3 separate regions of the Mus musculus genome follow, and regions 1 and 3 are each linked to region 2. Evidence: chromatin contacts called from public Hi-C and promoter capture Hi-C data. All regions are on one chromosome and are shown on one strand. Each heading gives the region's core, a stretch centred on a gene start, on an enhancer-like site or on the middle of the called end of the contact. The rest is flanking DNA. Distances are from core to core; before and after follow the strand shown.

The links. Promoter capture Hi-C pulls out the DNA fragments that hold promoters and counts their contacts. Hi-C and Micro-C count contacts between places; a contact is called where the count stands out from the background.
Region 1: a contact with region 2 is called in a Hi-C map of erythroblasts, with 6 times the contacts expected there. The contact joins the promoter of Klf11 here to the promoter of Odc1 in region 2. A contact is called at or near these places in 4 of 39 promoter capture datasets (the HPC-7 cell line, cranial neural crest, maxillary cranial neural crest and 1 more) and 2 of 484 Hi-C or Micro-C datasets (CD4 T cells and erythroblasts).
Region 3: a promoter capture Hi-C map of pre-B cells shows a contact between it and region 2. The contact joins the promoter of Rdh14 here to the promoter of Odc1 in region 2.

Annotation. Positions count from the first base shown.
Region 1 is chr12:24,650,029-24,652,759 of GRCm38.p6, reverse strand. It overlaps Klf11 (Kruppel-like factor 11), which reads right to left and starts at 1,389. Exons shown (of 4, transcript NM_178357.3): 1 at 1,194-1,389. The coding sequence starts at 1,235.
Region 2 is chr12:17,543,516-17,546,215 of GRCm38.p6, reverse strand. It overlaps Odc1 (ornithine decarboxylase, structural 1), which reads right to left and starts at 1,343. Exons shown (of 12, transcript NM_013614.2): 1 at 1,048-1,343. Gm22748 (a small nucleolar RNA gene) reads right to left here and starts at 70; the gene lies at 1-70.
Region 3 is chr12:10,389,498-10,392,361 of GRCm38.p6, reverse strand. Rdh14 (retinol dehydrogenase 14 (all-trans and 9-cis)) reads right to left here and starts at 1,582. Exons shown (of 2, transcript NM_023697.2): 1 at 1,136-1,582. The coding sequence starts at 1,522. Nt5c1b (5'-nucleotidase, cytosolic IB) reads right to left here. Exons shown (of 9, transcript NM_027588.3): 9 at 2,188-2,558. The coding sequence ends at 2,229.

The DNA.
Region 1 (2,731 bases), core at 140-2,639, 7.1 Mb before region 2:
GGAAGGGACTGGAACCTAGCCTGTCCAAAAGAGAAACTTAAGCCTACAGACACATATTTCCATACATATTTTCTGAGCTTCAAAACTTCCTGTCTGTCCAGATTCCCCTTCACTGAACAGGCAAAGATATGACCATAGGGGCCAGACAACCTCCTGGAAGGGTATTTTGATTATGAGCCTTCAAGTGGAATCAATGTCCAGCCCCATACTAGGAAAGAATGCGAACGTAGGTTCCCTTGAGTCCATGTAATACTGTGTTCTCACCAGGAACCTGCTCCGCACCACTTCTCTGGCCCCCTACATTTCTATCAGGTTCTGTTGCTCCACACCCTACACCTTCTGACAGAGGTCCCTGCCATGACTTCACTCAGTCCCTGGGCCCAAGCCTGCAAAGTCCCATTTTACCACACCCCTTCTCACTTAGACTCCACCCTTCGCCCAGCTCTACCCTTACCAGCCCATTAAGCTTGGCTGACACACCTCTTCGAACCACACTCTTGCACACTCGCCTATCAAGACACACTATTGCCTTGCTCCTCATTCCGTCGTAACCCCATCCAGGCACTCTGGCCACACCCTCCTGAGATACCTTTACTTTGGCTCCACCCACAGCCCCTCCCACTGCACTCCTACCAGATGCTCTCACCACACTCCCTCCCTTCGGCTTAGCCTTTGCCCCGCCCCTAGATAAACTCTCACTATGCACTCTTACATCGGCCCCGCCCCACAGTCCTACCAGAGGTTCTCACCAAGCTCTCTAGCTTCGGTTCCGCCCTCTTACACTACTACCAGGTGCTTTCACCATGTCCTTCGCCTTGGTCCCATCTAGTTCCCCCAATATCTCCTCCAAGCACGCTTGCCCACGCCCTAGCTTTGGCCACGCCCCCATGCTGCGCCCCAGCTTTGACTCCGCCCCCAAGTTCCCGCCAGCCGCGCCCACATCCAACAGCGGTCCTCCTCTGGATTCGGGTGACGTCATGGCTGGAAATAGCCGCGCCGGGCGGGGCCGCAGCGGACCAGAGACAAAGCTGAAGGCAGGCTGCCGCGCTAACACACCCCCCTCCCCACCCTGACCCGGCCGAGCCTCCGGGTCCCTGTCCGGACCAGAGCAAATCCGCAGCCCCCACCGCAGCGAGAAGTCGCCATCCCTCCCGCGTCCCCCGTCTCGTCCCGCGCTCAGCCCCGTCACTTACCGCGCGCCCGTCGCCGGGGCCGGTGGAGCCCGGCGAGTGCATGGTGCCGTATGGCCTGCAGGCAGCAATGCTGCGAGGCAGGAGCCCTGCGTGCGGCGGAGGCTGCACGTGTGCGGCGGGCGGCGGTGTCCCGAGCGTCTGTTCCCGGCGCGCACCTCCGCCTTCCTTGCCGCGCGGCTCTGCCTCCGCGCGGCCCGGGAGGCGCGGGAGGGGCGGGGCGCCACGGAGGGAGCGGCCCTGGGCGGGGCGCGCGGGCAAACCAAAATACACCGCTCCCTGCTGGGGGCATGGCCTCTGCCGCCAGCCAATCAGCGCCAGGCCGGCAAGAAGCGGGCCAATGGGCGCCGCGGGGGGGCGCGTGATCGGAGCCTGGCTGCGGCGTGATCCGGCGGGGCGGGCGGCGGCACGTGTTTTGGTCCGGGCTAGAGGCGGGGCGTGAGGCCTGGAAAGTAGGGGAAAGGTCCCGGCGGCGGCGCGGCGGCAGTCGACCGCAGTAAGGTCCTCTTCTGCCGCAGGGGCTGCTCGCAGAGGTCGCGCGCTGGCCCCACGCCGTGGACGGATCTGGTAGGCGGGACCCACAGGGACGGCCTCACCCTGTCTCTAATTTCTTTTAAGCTGTCGTTGGCTCTTAGGACCGCATCTCTGCCCAGGAAGAGGCTTGAAAGCTGCTTGGGTTTAGGGACGACATCCGCTTTTTCCTGCATGGCGCCAGATCAAATGCTCTTCCTACTCTAATCTGCCTTCTGCTACAAAAGAACTACAGCCGTGTAGTCAGCCACTCGACATGTACCTAATGAAGCCTGCGCATCCTCCCCAGTGGCCATACAAAGGACACCCACTTGGGGTGTCCTCAGGCCTACGTGAGACCTGACCCAAATCCTGAGTATCCGTTTTTTCCCCTTGGGCCTTTAGGTGCGGTTATTCATGTACACTCATCACAAGTCTTGGAGAGCAGAGGTCAATGCATGCAGTATGTCGTGCCCACCTCCAACCTACAGTGCAGCAATAGGGCACCCCTCTACTAACCCCCTGATGCCTCACTGCAGAGCCTTGAAACTAGTGGAGGTCTGGGAGAATCATTGCTGATATGAGCAGACAGGAGCTGGACATTATGCTGCCTATTTTTATCAGACAGGTGAGCAGGCAGAGAGGCAGGCAGGCAGAGAGCCCTGTCCTTAAGCTGGTAAGGCCTAAGGGTTATAGTTGCAACCCTGATTCCTCAGTTTCACACTGGCTTGACAATGGAATTAAGTGAACCAAAGAAAGGGAGTTTGTTGAAAGTAACAGTAGGAGTGTTTAAAGGTGAATTCACATGTCTAACTACTGGGGCATTTAACACACATGGAGTTAGTCTTCTACTTGGGCCTGTTTAAATTGTTTTTGCTTCATTCCCACACTGAATTTCTGACTCCCCGTGTTCACCCTTACCTATAATGCCTCCGCCCCATCCAACGTCCCTACTGTCTCCTGTTCTCTCCACACGTGGTTTTATGGCGTATGTGTTGGAGAATAATCTCCAGAGTAATATGTTAATAGTA
Region 2 (2,700 bases), core at 94-2,593:
CAATTTGCTCTAGCATGGGACACTATGAGAGGCCCACGGGGAAGAGCCTGCCATAAATCCAAATCCATGCATGGTTAAACATGTTAAGCCTTAATTTAACGAGACTTTTGGCAATGTCAACTTCCGTTAGCTGCCTAAACCTCTCCTAAGTTAAGACTAGAGAAGAGAGCCAGCCAACTCGTTGTATATCATTTACAACTGATGAATGGGCTTTGGCAGTAACTTTGTAATTTTAGGTCTTAAGTATTTTCCAGGCAACCTTCCGGTTTAAACACGAAAAGCTTTGAGATACTGTTTTGCCTTTCTGTAGCTTTGCCTAAATAATATAATAGATAAGATCTGAAAGAAAAATGTTACTAACACATTTTGGTATGGGAAGTAGCTAAATCGTGTCAGACAATTAGCACAAGAAGGTAACTCTGGAAGATATAAGCCAATTAAAACAGAAAAGAATTCCAATCAGTCAAAGTCTGCCCGATCTTAGGTTTGAATAAAACAAACCACTACATTCTTTGTCCTCTCCCAGACATTCCTGACAGGCTCTGCCCCCCACACTTTTTCCAGTTATTGAGGATTCTGAGTAGGGTTTCCGGGACAGCCGGGAACCCGTTTTCCCCTAAACCACTAAGTCATTCAAGGAGTTCTAATTCCAAGTCACAGCTGGTGGGTATTCATTAGCAGTGACTCCCAGACTAAATTTGGTCTACCAACTTCCACTCCGGGTCATCGCCTCTGCTCTGTACACGTAGTGAAACTAAAGAAAGCAGCAGGAAACTAACTGCAGGACCGCTGCTCGCGGCCGCGCTCCCCTGCACCTGCCGCGGGCTTGCCCTCCATCATCACCCGGGCAAGTGGAGCGCTGAGTCCGGCTGACGCGAAGAGGGCTCCCATGGGGGGATCCGAGGGCTTGCAGCCGAGGTCCAGGAGCAGCTGCCTTCAGGGCGGCGGCTCGCAAGGTCACCGGTCCCGGGCCACGTGTCCCCTGCCGGCGGCCGCAGTCCGGGCCTCGCGACACGTGGCCGCACATCCCTCCCGCGTCCCGCTCACCTCACAGCACGGTGGCCCGGCTGGCCTGACCCATGGAGGCGCCGCCGCCAAACCCCGAGGAGCGCCCGTCCGTCCGTCCGTCCGCCCGCCGCCGCCGCCCCGTCAGCCGCCTCGTCGAGCCCGCCGCAGACGCCGACCGGAGGTGGCGCCGAGCTGCTGGCTGAGGGCGGCCGGCGGTGGCGGCTGCAGGGACTGACAAAGCCCGACGGTGCGACGCGCCGCTACTTATACGCCGAGCACGTCGTCATGGAGACGCACCAGCTCAAACCAGCCGCGATCGGTTCCGGCCGGGAGGCGCGGGGGAGGGGCGGGGACTCCGTGGCGGCCAACCCGGGTCCCGGCGCCGGAGGCGGGGGACGCGGGCCGGGCGCGTCAGTGGGGCGGGGCGCAGCGCGTGCCCACCCACCCGCCCATACGCCCCGCGCTCCCCGCCGGGCCTCGTGTCGGACACGCCCTGCGGCAGGCCTGCGCACGCGCACCACATCACCAGTCCTGGCTGCCAGCATGCCGCAGGGCCCTATGGGCAGCGGGCGGGAGTCGGCTGGTGCATGCGCACATGTACCTGGTCGCCAGTCTCTCGCCCCCTACCTCTCCGCCTAGGCACACAATCTCTTCCCCCTCTCCAGGTCCTAACGGCTGAACCCAGACCTGGAAGACTAGCAAAATTCTTCCTCGGCTTTCCATTCAGGGGGTGGTATTCCCTAGCGGGGCAGGCGTATCGCAGATGCAAGCGGAGGATGGATGGGCCGTGAGCTGTGCGCCGGCCACATAGACTAGACTTGGTGGCGCAGACTGACCCTGCATCACGACCCTGTATGCCTAAGCCTGAAAGCTTGCTGAGAGACAAGCCCGCGGAGGCTGACCCGGCCACTCCGTGTTATGTTGGTGGCTTCCAACTAGATGTTAGGCATCAGTTGCATGCTAAGTACGCCTTCTATCTAAGCAAGGGTCGTATTGAAAGGCGTGTTAGGGACAAGGTAAGAGGTGGTGGACAGCCACCAGCTGTCTCTCTTATTCTGTCTTTCAGGGTAGCTACAACTTTGAGAAGCCTGAATGCGAACAGAGTCTGGGCAGTAAATTTGTATCCACCAAAGTTACATTGTTAAAGAACAAGTGGGACTGACTTACATATTCAGTATTGGAAAAACACACGAACACTACAATTTGTTACTATGTATACTATGTATACGATGTTAATGGTTTGTTAATTCTCAGTTAAAACCCCTCTCCCAGCCCAGACGTTGAGATACCATAGCAGTACCAAAAAACTAACTTGAATCACAGCAAAGGAAAAAACTTGAAGCTTTTCAAGGGCCTGAGCAGGGCCAGATGACCCACACCTTTAATCCCAGTACTCAGGCAGAGGCAGGCTTTTGTTTATTTGTTTTTTGTTTGGTTTGGGTGGTTTGTTTTTGAGACCTGGCCTCTCAGTTTAGCCCTGGCTTTAGTGGAACTCTACCTGCCTCTGCCTCAAGAATGCTGGGATTAAAGGTATGTTCCTTCTCTGACCAGCTAAATCTCTTAAGTTTGAGACCAGTATAGTCTACAAAGAGTTCCAGACCAACCACGGCTACATAGTGAGACCCTATCACAAAACAAAGTCAAACAAACAAACCCCACTGGCTTTTCTCCAGAGGTCCCTAGAGAAAATCC
Region 3 (2,864 bases), core at 333-2,832, 7.2 Mb after region 2:
GTTATTAGTAGTTATTAGCTACTGTTTTCAGTGCAAGTGAAAAGTTAAAAAAAAAAAAGAAGTCTATGTTGAACAAGAATGAAGGTGGCTGTGTCCATCTAACTTGGAGGTTGGAAAAGTTAGTATAGTGTCCAACATGCCACAGTCCCACTAATAAGAATTGTCAGAGTTAAATATCTAAATGTTAACAAATGAACTTACAGATATTTCTTTTGGTCTAAGTACATCACGGAAAAGAAAAACAGGCCATTTAGAATGTCTGCCTTAGATTCAAGAGATTTCAGAAGAGACAAGCACCCTCCTGTGTCTGCCTTTAGATCTACCTGTGGCAAGTCACTTTGGCCACAGCCTTTCTACTTCGGTAGAATATTTACTGTACACCCAAGGAAATCACACACCTCAGCCTTCAAGTACTAGGAATGCACAACAGGAGATTAAAGCAAGGACTCTGAAGACAGACACGTCACTTAGCCTTCCTATGCCTCAGTTCCCTATCATGAAGTAGAGATATTATTGCTTGCTTTACAAGATCTGATAATAGCCAAAGATATTAAAAATGTCCTTAGCACATCCCCTGGCATGTATAAAACCTTCCATAAAGCTAAGCATTAAATTATTTTTATTCCTGTCCCTTTTCAGACACTTAATGGGATTCCAAGTTTAGGGATGATGCAGGGTGTCAGCAAGTGACACCCCCTCCTACTTCAGCAGGACAAAACAAAACAAAAAAAGAAAAAACAAACAAACAAACAAAACCAGGTAACGAGGGGAAAAAAACAGAAAGAAAAGTTTTAAGAAGGGTCTAATGAAAGTTTTTGGCTAGCTTTTCTCCTGTGGTGCTCACAGGCCTTGTGACACTGTAAGATTTGGCACACATTTCACTTCTGACAGGGGGAAAACAACTCAAAGATCAGCTGGTGACTGTCCTAGCCTAACAAAACCAAATGTCCAGACACTGGCTTATTTATGCACTTCTCCTTAGGACCTCCCAGGAATTCCTTCTCAGACCTGCCCCTCCTCCTAGCCGGGTCCAAGGCAGGCAGGAGCCTTTCCGGTTTGGTCATGGCCACCCTCAAGGTCACACCAGGTTTCAGAGGGCCCTCCCCGAGGGTGGCGAGCTCCATTCGACCCACACCTGTAGCAGTTCTTGGCAGAAAGCTCGCACTGAGCGCAGCGAGGCAAGGTCCAGCTCCTTAACGACCAGCTGGCCATCGGTGCCGTCGGGCCCGGCGCCCCCAGCCTGACAGAGCTCCTGCCTGAGCTGACCGGCCGCCTCCTCTGCTCGAGCGCGGTCCCGACATCCCATGATGACCCGCGCCCCCAGGCGGAGCAGCTCCGCCGCGGTGGCACGGCCCAGGCCGCTGTTTGCTCCGGTGATCAGCACTGTCTTCCCGTGCATGAGGCCCGGGTCCCCGCCTCCCTGCTGCCGCTGGTTTCTTGGCCCAGAGAACCGCCGGGCCGCCAGCCACAGCGCCCCGCCCAGTGCGGCCAGGAGCGCTGCGGCCACACTAGCCACTGCCATAACCTTCCGGGCCCGGTGCACTGGGCCTAGCGCACAGGTTCCGGAGTGCTATGGGGCCACCTACACGCGAAGGACTCTGGGGCGCCGCCTGCTGTCCTGGGCTACTGCGCGCGGGGCTTTCTGGGACTTGTAGTTTTGCTCCTAAGGCTGACTTGACTTAGCGTTCAGGAAGTACACATGAAAGCCCCAGCGGATTTATTTAGAAGTGGACAGTGTTAGAATTGGTTATATGCCTATAGACAAAATGACATTTCTTGGTAAAATTCTTGCCACACAAGGATAACAAAAGACACAGCCCCAGTTATCAGCAGTATTATTGATCAGACTCATTCCACCCTGAATATACCTTTTCTAGGTGATGCTGCATATAGAGATTCATTCATTTGACTAACACTAAAAGTGAGCAATGCTTTTTGAAAATTAATTAAGCTTCTTGTGAAACAACTTAAGTGTCAAAGTTCTAAACTTGTCTAAAGAGCCACCCATTACAACTTATAGATAGATGCAATGATATCCAACATCCTTAGCTTTAAAAAAGTAGAATGCTTGACTGTAGCTTGAAAGTTCAAAATTTTTTCCAAAAAGCAAAGAAAAACACCAAAGGAGCTAAGTTTTGTGGTCAAATTCTCAGAAATAACTAGTCACTCTAGCCATGCAAAACACATGCCGTTTGTAATACCAGACTGTTTATTTTTCCTCCCCATCCCTAGTTGCGTTTTTGAGCAATGCCATAAGGCACATGGGCCGTGATGGTACCAAATTTCTGTGCTGATTCAATGTGGAACATTTGGTCGTCGAAGAAGATGTGGGGCCGAATCTTCACTAAGATGGGACCTTTAGGGGCTCCAGCCAGGAAAAGAGCTTCATCTATCTCTAGACCCCATCGGCGAAGGGTCTTCAGCACACGGGCACCTGAACTCGCTGCACTACGAGCTGTAACCAGGTAGGTCCTGATGGGGCAAAGCAATCGTTCGTCTTTGGCATAGAATTTTTTCTGCAGTTTCCCTAAATCTTCCAGAAAGCTTTTAAGAGGACCCTGGAAAAGAGAACGTAAGTCTCAGCTGTGCAAGGGTGAGCAAAAGAGAAGTGATTACTGAAAACCAAACCAAACCAAACCAACCAGCCAACCAACCAACCAACCAACCAACCAACCAACCAACCAACCAACCAGGGTCTTATAAGACTTTAAAATCCACAGGTTGCTGACTGGCATGCAGTGATTCTGGGCTGACAGTACGATGCCAAACTCTCTACATTTATGTGAAGATATTTCCTGATACACAACCATCCCTTGCATGCCTGGAATAAATCTAGGATAACCACATCATTTTTCATCCAGACA